Regions from separate parts of the Danio rerio genome. Here region 1 is linked to region 2. A link is a contact called in public Hi-C data. All regions are on one chromosome and are shown on one strand. Each heading gives the region's core, a stretch centred on a gene start, on an enhancer-like site or on the middle of the called end of the contact. The rest is flanking DNA. Distances are from core to core; before and after follow the strand shown.

What was found. Hi-C and Micro-C count contacts between places; a contact is called where the count stands out from the background.
Region 1: a contact with region 2 is called in a Hi-C map of hematopoietic stem cells, with 2.2 times the contacts expected there. The contact joins the promoter of nabp1b here to the promoter of rasal3 in region 2. A contact is called at or near these places in 2 of 18 Hi-C or Micro-C datasets (caudal fin and hematopoietic stem cells).

What each region holds. Positions count from the first base shown.
Region 1 is chr6:9,642,691-9,648,577 of GRCz12tu, forward strand. It overlaps nabp1b (nucleic acid binding protein 1b), which reads right to left and starts at 1,552. Exons shown (of 6, transcript NM_001030252.1): 1 at 1,238-1,552; 2 at 724-862. The coding sequence starts at 1,331. trnas-cga (transfer RNA serine (anticodon CGA)) reads right to left here and starts at 1,727; the gene lies at 1,646-1,727. cavin2b (caveolae associated protein 2b) reads right to left here. Exons shown (of 2, transcript NM_001004584.1): 2 at 4,829-5,887.
Region 2 is chr6:9,420,599-9,426,860 of GRCz12tu, forward strand. rasal3 (RAS protein activator like 3) reads right to left here and starts at 4,181. Exons shown (of 18, transcript XM_005165747.6): 1 at 2,920-4,181. The coding sequence starts at 3,454. pglyrp2 (peptidoglycan recognition protein 2) reads right to left here. Exons shown (of 5, transcript NM_001045166.1): 5 at 4,304-5,194. The coding sequence ends at 5,174.

The DNA.
Region 1 (5,887 bases), core at 302-2,801, 220 kb after region 2:
TTATGGTGTCAATTATCTCCCTTTTATTATTACTGTTATTATCACTATTAATACTACTACCGTTTTTAATTTACATAAGCCACATTATTGTACAGTCTATGGTCAAACCTTAGTAAATGGCGCCATCCAGTGGACAGCATTAATCAATAAAGCAAACTGGTAGTAAATATTAATAATAATAATAAATAATATTACTCCGGTCTAATTCTAAAGATGATTTGTCTAACAGTGCAGTAAAGAGTTGTAGATAGAAATGTTTAGCTATAAATATGCTGTTTCCATTAACATATTAATAGAAAGAAAAAAGAAATTAAAGAATGAAAGAAAGACTTTGGCCTTTAAAACCCCCTTTAACACAACATTTTACAAAAACAAAAATAATAAATTCACACAAAAAATACTAACAAAACAATTACTGATTAGAAACAAATTTACCACACACTTACAACCCCCTTTATTTGGAAAAAAAATGTATATTATCAGTTTGCTTATGACATGAAAAATCAACAGCAACTCTAAATCTGTAAAACAGCAACTCTAAAGTCTAAATAAAGATTTAAAAAGAGACTATTCAAACACTTCACCAACATTTTTACATTGATGTGTTTTTAAATTTGCTAATTTAATTTAAATAGAAAGAAAGACGCGTGGATTTGACTATAAGAACTGGTATTATTAATAATGTTATTATCACCATCCTCATCAGTAATGAACTGTACTTACCCTCGAGTGAGTCGAATGATGTCTCCGGTTTGAATCAGGCTGCCCACCTCGTCCCACACTGATATGGTGATACTTCCGGTCCTGTCAGCTACTTTACAGGAACGCACTTCGTGTCCGTCCTTTGTTTTAGACACACGACCTGACACATTTTGTTACATTGGAACACACGTAAAATACAAGAATTCTTTAATATACTTTATATTCTGAATATTGCTGCTTGCATAAACATAAAAGCGAAGGGACTTTGATTCAAATTCTTGAACGATTTGTTCTGAACTTATGAATCAGTTCAACCGATTCTCAGAACAAACCCAACTCTAATGACTTATTCACAAGTAAGCTAATTTAATCTGTTTTTCGTTTATCAGTACGGAAAAAAGGTTCGTATGATATATAAAGTGTCATGATTTATAAAGATGAATCTTATTTGTCGACTTAAATGCTGATTGTGTGTTTGTGAGCACACTTTTAATAAAGGTGGGCTAGTAGAGAAACAGTTTCCCAACAAACTTACCAGTTTCCAGGACGATGAAAACCAAATTAATATTTTTTAATCCAGCTTTAAGGTCTTTAATCAAGAACGCATTGTCGTTTGGTGAATTTGCCATTGTAAAAAAAACTAGAAAAGAAAAAACACTAAGAAAATCCTACTCAAATTCGATCAAACGCAAACTGCCTGCCACTTATTGACTGATTGTGCCTCGCATGTAATTGATTACAGCACTGCTTTGCTTGATCTAAAATTGCCAGATTAGGTGACGCTTCTGCCTTGCAGAATTTTTTTAACCGAGCCGCACCTCTGTAATCCTTGAAATGCTGTAGAAATAGTGGCCCAGATACTCCGTGACATCAGTTTATTCACGAATGCGTGATTTAAAACGTAATTTGAAAGTGTGGTTGTTTGCTAATCAAAATTAAACATCGTCACGAACAGGATTCGAACCTGTGCGGGGAAACCCCATTGGATTTCGAGTCCAACGCCTTAACCTCTCGGCCACCGTGACTGGTTCATATCTGCCTGCAAAAAACAGTTTATCTACCTCTACATCCATCAGGTGTGATTATTACGCGATTATTTTACGCGATAGAGCCAGTTTCTTTGTATGTTTGGGTTATTTTATGTTAAAAATGTAAAAGCTGGATGTTTTTTAATCGTATTTAGGAAGCCTCATAATATGGCTTCATTTAAAACAAACAGGCAGATTACAAAAATTGGAAAGTAGAAGCGCGATGTTCGACAGTATAACCAAAGAAAATATTCTTAGCGTTTAGTTTTTGAGTTTTTAAGATGGATTGAAGTATTTATTTCGCTAATATATAAATCTATATATTGTGCTGTTTAAATTGATTCAACACGACACCAGGTGGCGCTAAAGCATGAAGAATTGTGCAACCAGTTTTAAAACCAACTCTTCATTTTGGGTACGAGAGTTTATACAGTTGTTGGCAAAAATTAGTTGATAAAAACAAATTAAGACAGATAATGCAGATGCCAATGAATGTATAAGTTGAGAATTCCTCATTACCTCGACATTTCAGGTTTGTCATTGTTTCTGCAGTATTGGGTAACTTAGATTACTTACAAACTGTTGACGGTTGACATTATTCTTCGGTGGATTCAAATGAACGTTACACGTAAGTTAGTTGTTATTAATTTAGGTAATACATTGTAGTTTATGTTTTACGTTTGCTTCACTTGAGGAGTATAACTAATTTGACATGATTTAAGGTTATTAAAATGAAGAGGAAGACAAATAGGCCTTCGGTTTCTTACTATCAGCGTAGTGAATAGCCTACTAGCAACGGTTCCCCAACCTGTTGTTAATTAAAGCACTATGTTTTTATTAAAATATAATAATTATTTTAATCATTGCAAAACTTAATACAGAAATCAGAAATATTTTAGGGCATTGTTTGCCTGTATGTCTTTGTGATCATCAATTGATTACAGAACTGTGAACATGCCAATACAATGTTAAATTATTAGGTTAAAAGGGGTACAAAAGGTATTTGGAATCTTGTCACATGGACAAACATAAAAAAGTCTATGAAATTGGTAAACTAAAAACATTTTTATCAAAGTATTTATCCTTTTTTATATAAATACAAGAGTTTTGGAGTGTAGCGAAATGCTTAACTTCATTTAACTCCTGTCAAGTTCAGTCTATTCTACTTCTAACAACATTAAAGCTTGTAACTCAAAAGTTATTTACCTTAAAATCAAAGTCTAGCTCATAGATAAGACACTTTCTGTCATGTTACAGTTACTTCTGTCTGAGGGATTATGAACAATTGCATGCAAATGTCAACCATGCCATGAAAACAATTCAGGCCTCAAAAAAACAGTGAAACCATTTCTACGTTTTTTTTGTACATGCAAGTATTTTACAGTAGGGCTGGTTGATTTTTGCAAAAAATTATAATCACGATTATTTTGGTCATAATTGTAATCACGATTATTCAAAACGATTATCAGTTGAAGTCAAAATTATTAGCGCTCCTGAGATTTTTAAAAAAATAAATATTTCCCAAATGATCTTTAACAGAGCAAGAAATTTTAACAGTATTTCCTCTAATGTTTTTTCTTCTGGAGAAAAGCTTATTTGTTTTATTTTGTCTAGAATAAAAGCAGGTTTAAATATTTTGAAACCCATTTTAAGGTCTATAATATAAACCCCTTTAAGCAATATATTTTTTGATTGTCTGCAGAAGAAACTACTGTTATACAATGACTTGCCTAATTACCCTAATTAAGCCTTGAAATCACACTTTGAATATGAATTCTTGTATTTTGAAAAATATCTAGTCAACTATTATGTGCTGTCATCATAGCAAAGTTAAAATAAATCAGTTATTAGAAATGAGTTATTAAAACTATTATGTTCAGAAATCTTCTTTCCATTAAACAGAAATTGGGGAGGAAGAGGGTTGCTAATATTCAGTTGAGACTTCAACTGCATATATACACAGTTATTTTCCACCCTGCAAAGGAAAGAGAAATAAATACAATAGAATAAAAATGAAACAAACTGTGCTTTAAGCATCTTCACTGTAAGAAAAACACTTTAGCTACAAAAGTCCAGAGCAGTGAGGAATTTTCTCATTTTGTTTGATTAATGATAAAAACAGGCGGCAGCAGGAATTGCGCGCTGTCACTTTAATGGTTTCTCGTTCACGTTTTTCTTTTGATTCTCAACTCGTTTGTTTATTACACAAATGAGGGTTAATATGAATAATCATTAAACACTGCGTTTTGACACCTATTTGTACATTAAAGCGCTCACGTAAAGATGAGATGCGTGCGCTCTGCTGTCTCAGTGTGCGAATGAGACCGAATGCTGACTGCATGCTTCTGACTGTGTGTGCGCGCATTTAAGAGCAACACCTGTACAACTGGAAAAGTGCAGTATATGATGCAATAATCGTTTATCTCGATTAATGGTTTTTCATAATCGTTAGAAGCTGAAATCGGATTTTGATTAATTGCACAGCCCTATTTTACAGTACTTAAAAAATGCACAAAAATGTTTCTGTCAATGTTTTCATACATTTATATTCAATTTACCAAAGTCCAATTACACAAGTGCCAATTTCACATCCGTCACATCCATAACAGAGAGCTGTCACATCTATTGCGAAGCTTTTTCCTCATAAATGCAAACATGTAAAATAAAACTAAATCTGTCATTTTTGTTCTATAGAGAGCTAACTCTTATCCTTTTGGTTAGCATTATTGCTTTTGGCTTGTGCAGTTTAATTCCCAGAATTTCTACAAAGTATGTCGTAGACTGTAAACTCACTAACTTTTTTGGTCACATCCATAATGCATGTTTATTTTCCTAATTTAAAATATAATTCAGTTTTTTTAACAGATTGATATTTTTCTGATTCCATAACTCTGGGGTTAGTTGTTTTGGAAAATATAAACATATATTACAATATAAGGTGAACATTATGCTTTCTCTGTGAATTTATGTTTAGACTTTTTACTGCAAATGTTCACATAGATAACGCTGGAACTGCTCTTTTACAAAAAGAAAAATGAGACAAACTGCTTTGAAGAGGCTACAAACAATTCCAAAAGAACAAGACTGACAAGAAAATGCATAATTCAACATTTTTATTTATTTGCATTTTAAGAACAGAACAGAGCGTGCTTCAATAACAACTTGGTAAACAGGTGTCACAGAGACGTTATGAGGTCTCTGCTGTAACTCAGCCTTTTCTTTGGCATGTATTTGTAAAATATGATATAACCAAGACAAAATATAGCTCTCTCATATATTATGAAGTCTTAAAAGATATGCAAACATAGATTAGTGATTACAAGCGTCAGCAAAAATGAGTTAAAATATGTTATATATTTAAAGACTCAAAAGAATTAAAACCTCATCCCTGTGATAGAAACATCCACCCAAAAGCAAAGATACACACTTCTATGTTTTTGTTCAGCATGTCACTGAAATAAAAAGCTCTAATTACTTGCGGAAAGCAACTATATTCGTAAAACAAACACATATATTGGTTCCCACTTACATAAATGTAAAACAGTTCTTGTCTATTATAATAAGGACCACACTTGTGGAAAAATGGTACTCTTTTTACTCATATAGTATTTATTCAGACTTGATTTGTCAGTGCTGTCCTTAATATGTTTATTTATTTAGACCTTACCTGCTAACAGCACCATTTTAATTCTGGGTTTGCATTGTAGCTATACATATATCCGTATTAATCTAAAATGCTGTTAGTCAATTCTCACATTTTGAAACTTCAGCTAAAAAGCCCAAACCAACTTTCACCTTTCTCAATCTTTTAGATCTTTACACCTCTCTGGCTTATTTGCATCCACCCGGGCTGATCGTCTCCTTCATCACTTTCAGAAATATGCCTGTAATCCTGACTGGCCTCACAGTGTCTGTTTCTCAGCCAGCACCATGCCGACAGGAGCTTGAGAAACGGTCTCTGAAAAAGAGGCGTATATCAAACGCAGGAATGCTTTCTGAGTAAAGTCCGAGACATATGCGGAGCTCAGGGAAGACCAGGATCCCCCATGTGAGCTGCATTCCAGATTCAAAGCAAAGCGTGTGTGAGCATGGTGTGGGCTCAGGACACATACAAAGGTAAATCTAAATGTTTATTAGTCACTACAAAGCAGAAATTA
Region 2 (6,262 bases), core at 2,931-5,430:
CTAACACCTCTTCCAGCAGCAACCTAGCTTTCCCATGTGGTCTCACATCCAGGTACAGACTGGACCCAGCCCCGCTTAGCTTCAGTGGGCAATCGTGTGAGAGTTGAAGAGAGCTAGCTGCTAACAAAACATCAAATGCCTAACTTTTATAAAGTTAACTTTTGGAACACTTATTAAATAAAGGTTCTTTATTTGCATTGATAGTTAAAGAGCTTTAAAGAGATAGTTCCCCCCAAAATTAAAATTCTTCCATTATTTGCTCATTCTCCACCTATTTGAGTTTCTTGAACACAAAAGAAGGTATTTGGAAGAATGCTGGCGCTCATTGACTTCCAAAGTATTTCTCCCCTAAAATATCTCATGTGTTCAACAGATGAAAGACTTGGTTTAAAACCACAAGATGGAGAATACATTATGTATTTTTCATTTTTGGGTGAACTATCCTTTTAAATGACGTAAAAGCATTATATTCTGGTAATAACTTTTATGAAGTTAACTTTTGTAACACACCATAAAATAAAGATTCTTTCGTGGCACTGACGCTTCCATGAAGAACCGTTAACATCCATGGAGCCTTTTTTATAGTGTATTTTTATTTCTTTTTTAAGGAAGGAAGAAAAAATAATAATAAACAAATATAATAACACATTACCATCGGGAACTTAATTGAACAGACAGGTCACACACTTCCTTACAGCTCACATTAACAAATACATATAAAGATCAGTTTACACAGTGTAAAGGCATAAGTACACTCCATTTCTCCCAATATTGCAGGTATTTATTTGTAGTTTTAATGAAAACGCATCCTCTCTATATTTTGAACATATTGAGATACAATATCTCACCATTCAGATTTTGTAGGGGGGTTGAGTTGTAGTCACTTCAGAATTACAATTTTATTGCTGTTTGCTATAAAGTATTTTTAATAAATACTTGTCTTTTACTATTAAGTTGGCTGCTATATTTCCCAAGTAAATGGTTGTAAAAGAGAAGTCTTCCATCACCAAAAATATTTTGTATTACTTGTATTACATCCTGCCAGTACGAATGAATGGCTGGACAACTACATTTTTCACAAAATATTCTTCAAACTGAAAAAAGTTCTTTGAAGAATCACTACAAGGTGGTGAACCTCTTTAGCATCTTTATTTTTATTCATGAAAGTGGTCAGATGAGACTCTTTCCGCCCGCAATGTTCAAACATGTCCCTGTACGATCATTTTGTGGATGGCAAGTACAAATTTTTTTATGATTTGTATGCTTTGATTCATTGCAGCTTAATGAACAACTTGTTTTAGTGTGCTTTCTGACAACACATCCCGTAACATTCTGGTGTTCGGTCAGCAGGTGGAGAATAGATGGCTTTTTGCATGAGCAATTACACACCGAAAGCAATCTGATTAAATGTGTTTTCCACTACCTTTGGAAGTGTTTAACAACTTAAAACGTTTCACTGATTGGCTTGACGAAAACATCTTAATACCAATACCAACTTAATACCATTACTGACCTCCAATTATATCCAATTTTAACTTTAAAAGGGTTTAAATATAATGATTGCAGTAATAATCGGTAACACTTTATTTTGATGATCCATTTGAGTAGTAGTATACTGCTGCTAAACAGACATTTAACCGACAATAAGAAACTGCAAGTACATGTCAACTTACACTAACCTTAACCACAACAGTCTACTTATAAGCTAATGAGAATTAGTTGGCATGTAGATGTTATGTAACTTAGATTCAACAAACATCGGACCATAAAAATTAAGTGTGACCTAATAATCTTGCTAATACTAATATTTTCTTCAGTGAAGGGATATATCACTAATAAATCACAGCCTTCAACAGTGACGTTTATATTTAACGGAATTGAACTTCAACAGTGATATTTGTATATTGAACTCAAATGCTGGGTTGGGCCAACATGAAGGAATTAAGTTCACTTATTAGATGTTACAAATTTAAGTGGATCGAACATAAAACAATTAAGTTGTCCTTGAAAATCTTTAAGAATTGTGATGTTTGAGCTCATTTTAAGTAAGTAGTTTGTAAAAAAGCACTATAGGAATAAAAATGACTTGACTTGTTGTTTAATATTCCATCTCAATGTCACATCCTGTTGTTGTACCCTCATTCTTTAGCGCCATTTAGTGGCATCTGCATGTGCAATCATTTTAATAAGCAAGTTCACACAGCCGTCCAACAGAGGTACATCTAAAAACCTCCACATATCATAGATTAAATGAAATATTTAGCATATAATTTAATTTGCAAACACATTTTATATGGTGAACACAGAAAACAAACAGCAATAGAAGTATGTATAATTAGAAATGACAATGTAGTATTTAAATAGCATTCATAATTAAAATATGATAATATTAATAATAATACTAAAGTTGGTGATGATAAAAGTAATATGTGATGCCACAAACATGGATATCCATGTTAAGCATGCTGTACTTTTGTGTTTTTATGTTGTTGGTGGTGTTTACATCCTTCCATGTCATGTGTACACCCTATTACTATTGCACACACAAATCTGGCTGTTGTTGACTATCTTGCGTGTTTTTTTTGATAGCTCTTTTTCCTTTTGAACCGTATCATCTAGTTTCATGTATCTCTTTACATAATGATATTCATTCATCATTTATTTTCCACAGTGGAATGAACCACCAACTATTCCAACATATGTTTTACGCAGTGGATGCCCTTCTAGCTGCAACCCGGTACTGGGAAACTGCATAATAATATATAAAATCATAATAAAAAATTAATATATATATCACTGTAAAAAAATTTACTTGAAGCTGCGCCAACGACAAAGTGTGATAAAAATAATAAACCTAAAAATTATGATGTCACAACAATAGTAATAACAAAAAAAAGCATCTAACATTGCATCTCTTACCATGCTCTGTGACAGTACTCTGCAGACGAGGCTTCTTGAACCTCTGCGAGACCGTTTGCAGGTACTTTCTGATTTTGCCTCTCTGTGTCGTGTCCTGGACGGTGGACCCTGTTGCCTGTGCGCTCGAAGACGCGGGGGCCGAGGAGGCCAGGAGGGACCCCGGTGGCTCCGAAAGAGCTCTGCGAAAAGGGTTTTTCCTTGAAGTTGTCGGCTTGTCTGGTTTGGAGGGGCTTTCTCCTCCTCGATTTGCAGTTGAGGACTTTTCCCCGGGGTCTTCACTCAGAGCTTTGCGCCAGCTCTGCATTTTGTTCCACTTGTTTGAAGCCCCTTTCTCCAGCCTTTCAATGGCACCCTGTGCCACTGTTTCAGCCTTGGCTCCAGTGTGCCACTTGTATGTATTAAGCAGCTTGCCATCCTCTGTTTGTCGTGGGTCTTGATCAACCGGGCTGTTCTGTTCAGGAACCAGCTCCATGTCTTCCTCAATCTGCGATGCTGCTCCAGCCTGCTCAGCATTTGACTCTTTGTTTGTACCCATCTCAGATTTCTTTCTCGGTGAACTTTCTGTGAATGTTTTCTTACAGTACCAGAAAGAGTATGGATTCACCTACCAGTTTAAATCCTTTGCATCATCATGAAGTTTTCAGGATTTCATCATCAGCTCACTTCACCTATTAGCTACTTCCTCAAACTGTTTTGCGCATCATCAGCTTTAAAACCTCTCTGGTTTTGAGTGAGTGTTGAGGTTTAATTCTCTTACACTAGTCACTCTAGTCTAGTATTTGCCCCCAAAAATGCTTTTTGGGACTAAATTTGTGCTCCTTATTGTGCAGGTCTTCAGTTTTTATAGGTATGAGCTGTTTTTTTTTCTGTGCGCACTTATCGTGTAGCGTTCAGGAAGTCAGTCAGTTTGTGGGTGGGGAAGTCAGGTTAGGTTTACAGGTTGATGATGCATCTCTCAGCTTTTTATCAATCTGTAAACCTAACCTGACAGAACCAGAAACTGCCTGTCCTGCTTTATTTGCTCCAATTGATCAAAAACTACTGTGGGAGAGCATAATCTTTTATTTAATGTTTGTCTTACTTACAGTTTGAAACAAAAATGGTTTTAAAATGAAAATAGAAAGATTATTATTCAAGCATAACATGATGCTGATTGGATTTAGTTAATAAATGACACACAAGTTTGACGGTTTACCCTAAATACCTGCTTGTTTTGTTCAGTGACTGTTACGTTTCCTGTCACAACAGCAGCACACTTCCTTTCTCACTCTTGGGCCTGCTATGAAAACCACTTCCTGTGGTGGTAAAAAAAGAAAAAAACTAGAAGTAATCGTGTCAACCTTTTCTTCAATCTAGCTGTAGCATAAAAAAATTAAACGAGTAAGACTGGAGATCACAGTTTATTTTTGCACACGTAATTCTCACGTACGCACAGTAATGTTTCATAAATCTCATTTAGACACTCAACCAAAACTCAACCAAGGTTTGGTTTCATGCCGTTGACCTTGCAGTTCAGTGTTAAATTTAAATGTTTGTATGCTTGATTCTGATTGGCTGATTAAGGTTTGCAGATGTTTTAGATAAACACACAGCTAAAGGCCTTGACTGTATTTCAGTTTCACAGTCAAGACTCAAAATCGAACAAAAAGGCTTAGGATGAGATTAGCAAGAATCTAGTCTTATAAGAAGAGGTTTGAGGACAAAAAACAGACAAAAAGTCTTGATACACAACATTTAAAACAGTTGCCAACCTAATTTTACCAAGTAGGACAAAGTTCCTGGATCTATGTTGATCCTGGAACAAAATTCCTCTCAGCCTATCAGAATTAAGGGATACGTTTACAGTTAAGTTTAGGCTAACGGTTAGGTTTATGCACTTCATGATTGTTTTCCAACTATTATTCCCCTCTGATTTTAGGAATAATTTGCTGTTATGGTTGGGTTTAGTGGTAGGGAATAGGTATGAATTACATTTTCGAAACAAAAATTATGTTCCAGGATCAACATAGATTATACAGTGTCTTTAGGTGTGGGGACTGTATAAACAAAACAAATGATTATTATTATTAATATTGTTTCATTCTGCTGTGGCGACCCCTGGTAAATCAGGAAGTAAGCTAAAGGAAAATGAATGAATGAATAACATTGAATTACCATCAATCTTTCCTCATGTTTTTTTCAGACAAATTAAAAGGCTTAGTTATTGTAGCAGTCCTGCACAATAAACCATGACGTGTCAGTGAGATCTCCAATGTTACTTCAAAGGATCCTTATCCTGTAAGAAACATAGTAGAAACAAAAACTCTTAGTTTGCATGTTGTATGTACACTATAAAAATAAAATAAATTCTGTTTTTTGTGGTTCACAAGTGTTTTCCGTTTAAATATGGTTGGTAACTGCATTATGGGAGCTTGATTTCTGCACTGTTGACTTTTGATGTCGAAAATTCAACTCTACAGTTTACTAGTTTAAAATAATATAATGTATAAGAAATAATATATAAAGAAATATCCCAGCAAGCATTTTCTGTGTTTAAAAGATATCTAATAGATGTCTAAAGACATCTTTGCTAAAACAAGGGTATAATTGGCCCCTGTGTCTGTGAGTAAAAATCTAGTACAATAGCCCAAAACTAGACTAGTTATCAAATACACATGATTAAATACTACACATGTGAAGCCTGTATAATCAGTGTATTTGTTGATTGGTCTAATTTTGGGCTATTCTTAGACATTTATTATGTTTTCACTGACAGAAAACTTAGCCTTGTTTTAGTCAAAACATCCATGCTAGACATCTATTAGATGTGTATTAAACATAAAATTGCTTGGTGGTCTGTAAAATAACAGAAAATGTACTGGCAATTTATTACAAGGATTTTGTAGCAAAATATAAACTACCTGACAAAAGTGTTGTCGTCAATCCCAGTTATAAAAGCAATAAATAATAACTTGACTCCTAGTTGATAATAAGGAAAAGTGGCAGAAGGTACATTTCTCTAATGAATCATCTGTTGAACTGCATCCCAATCATCACAAATACTGCAGAAGTCCTATTGGAACCCGCATGGAGCCAGTACTCTCACAGAAATCAGTCAGGTATAGTGAAGGAAAAATCATGGTTTGGGGTTACATTCAGTATGGGGGAGAGCGAGAGATCTGTAGAGTGGATGGGAACATCAACAGCCTGAAGTATCAAGACATTTGTGCTGCCCATCACATTACAAACCACAGGAGAGGGCAAATTCTTCAGCAGGATAGCGCTCCTTCTCATACTTCAACCTCCACATCAAAGTTCCTGAAACAAAGAAGGTCAAGCTGCTCAAGGATTGTCCAGCCCAGTC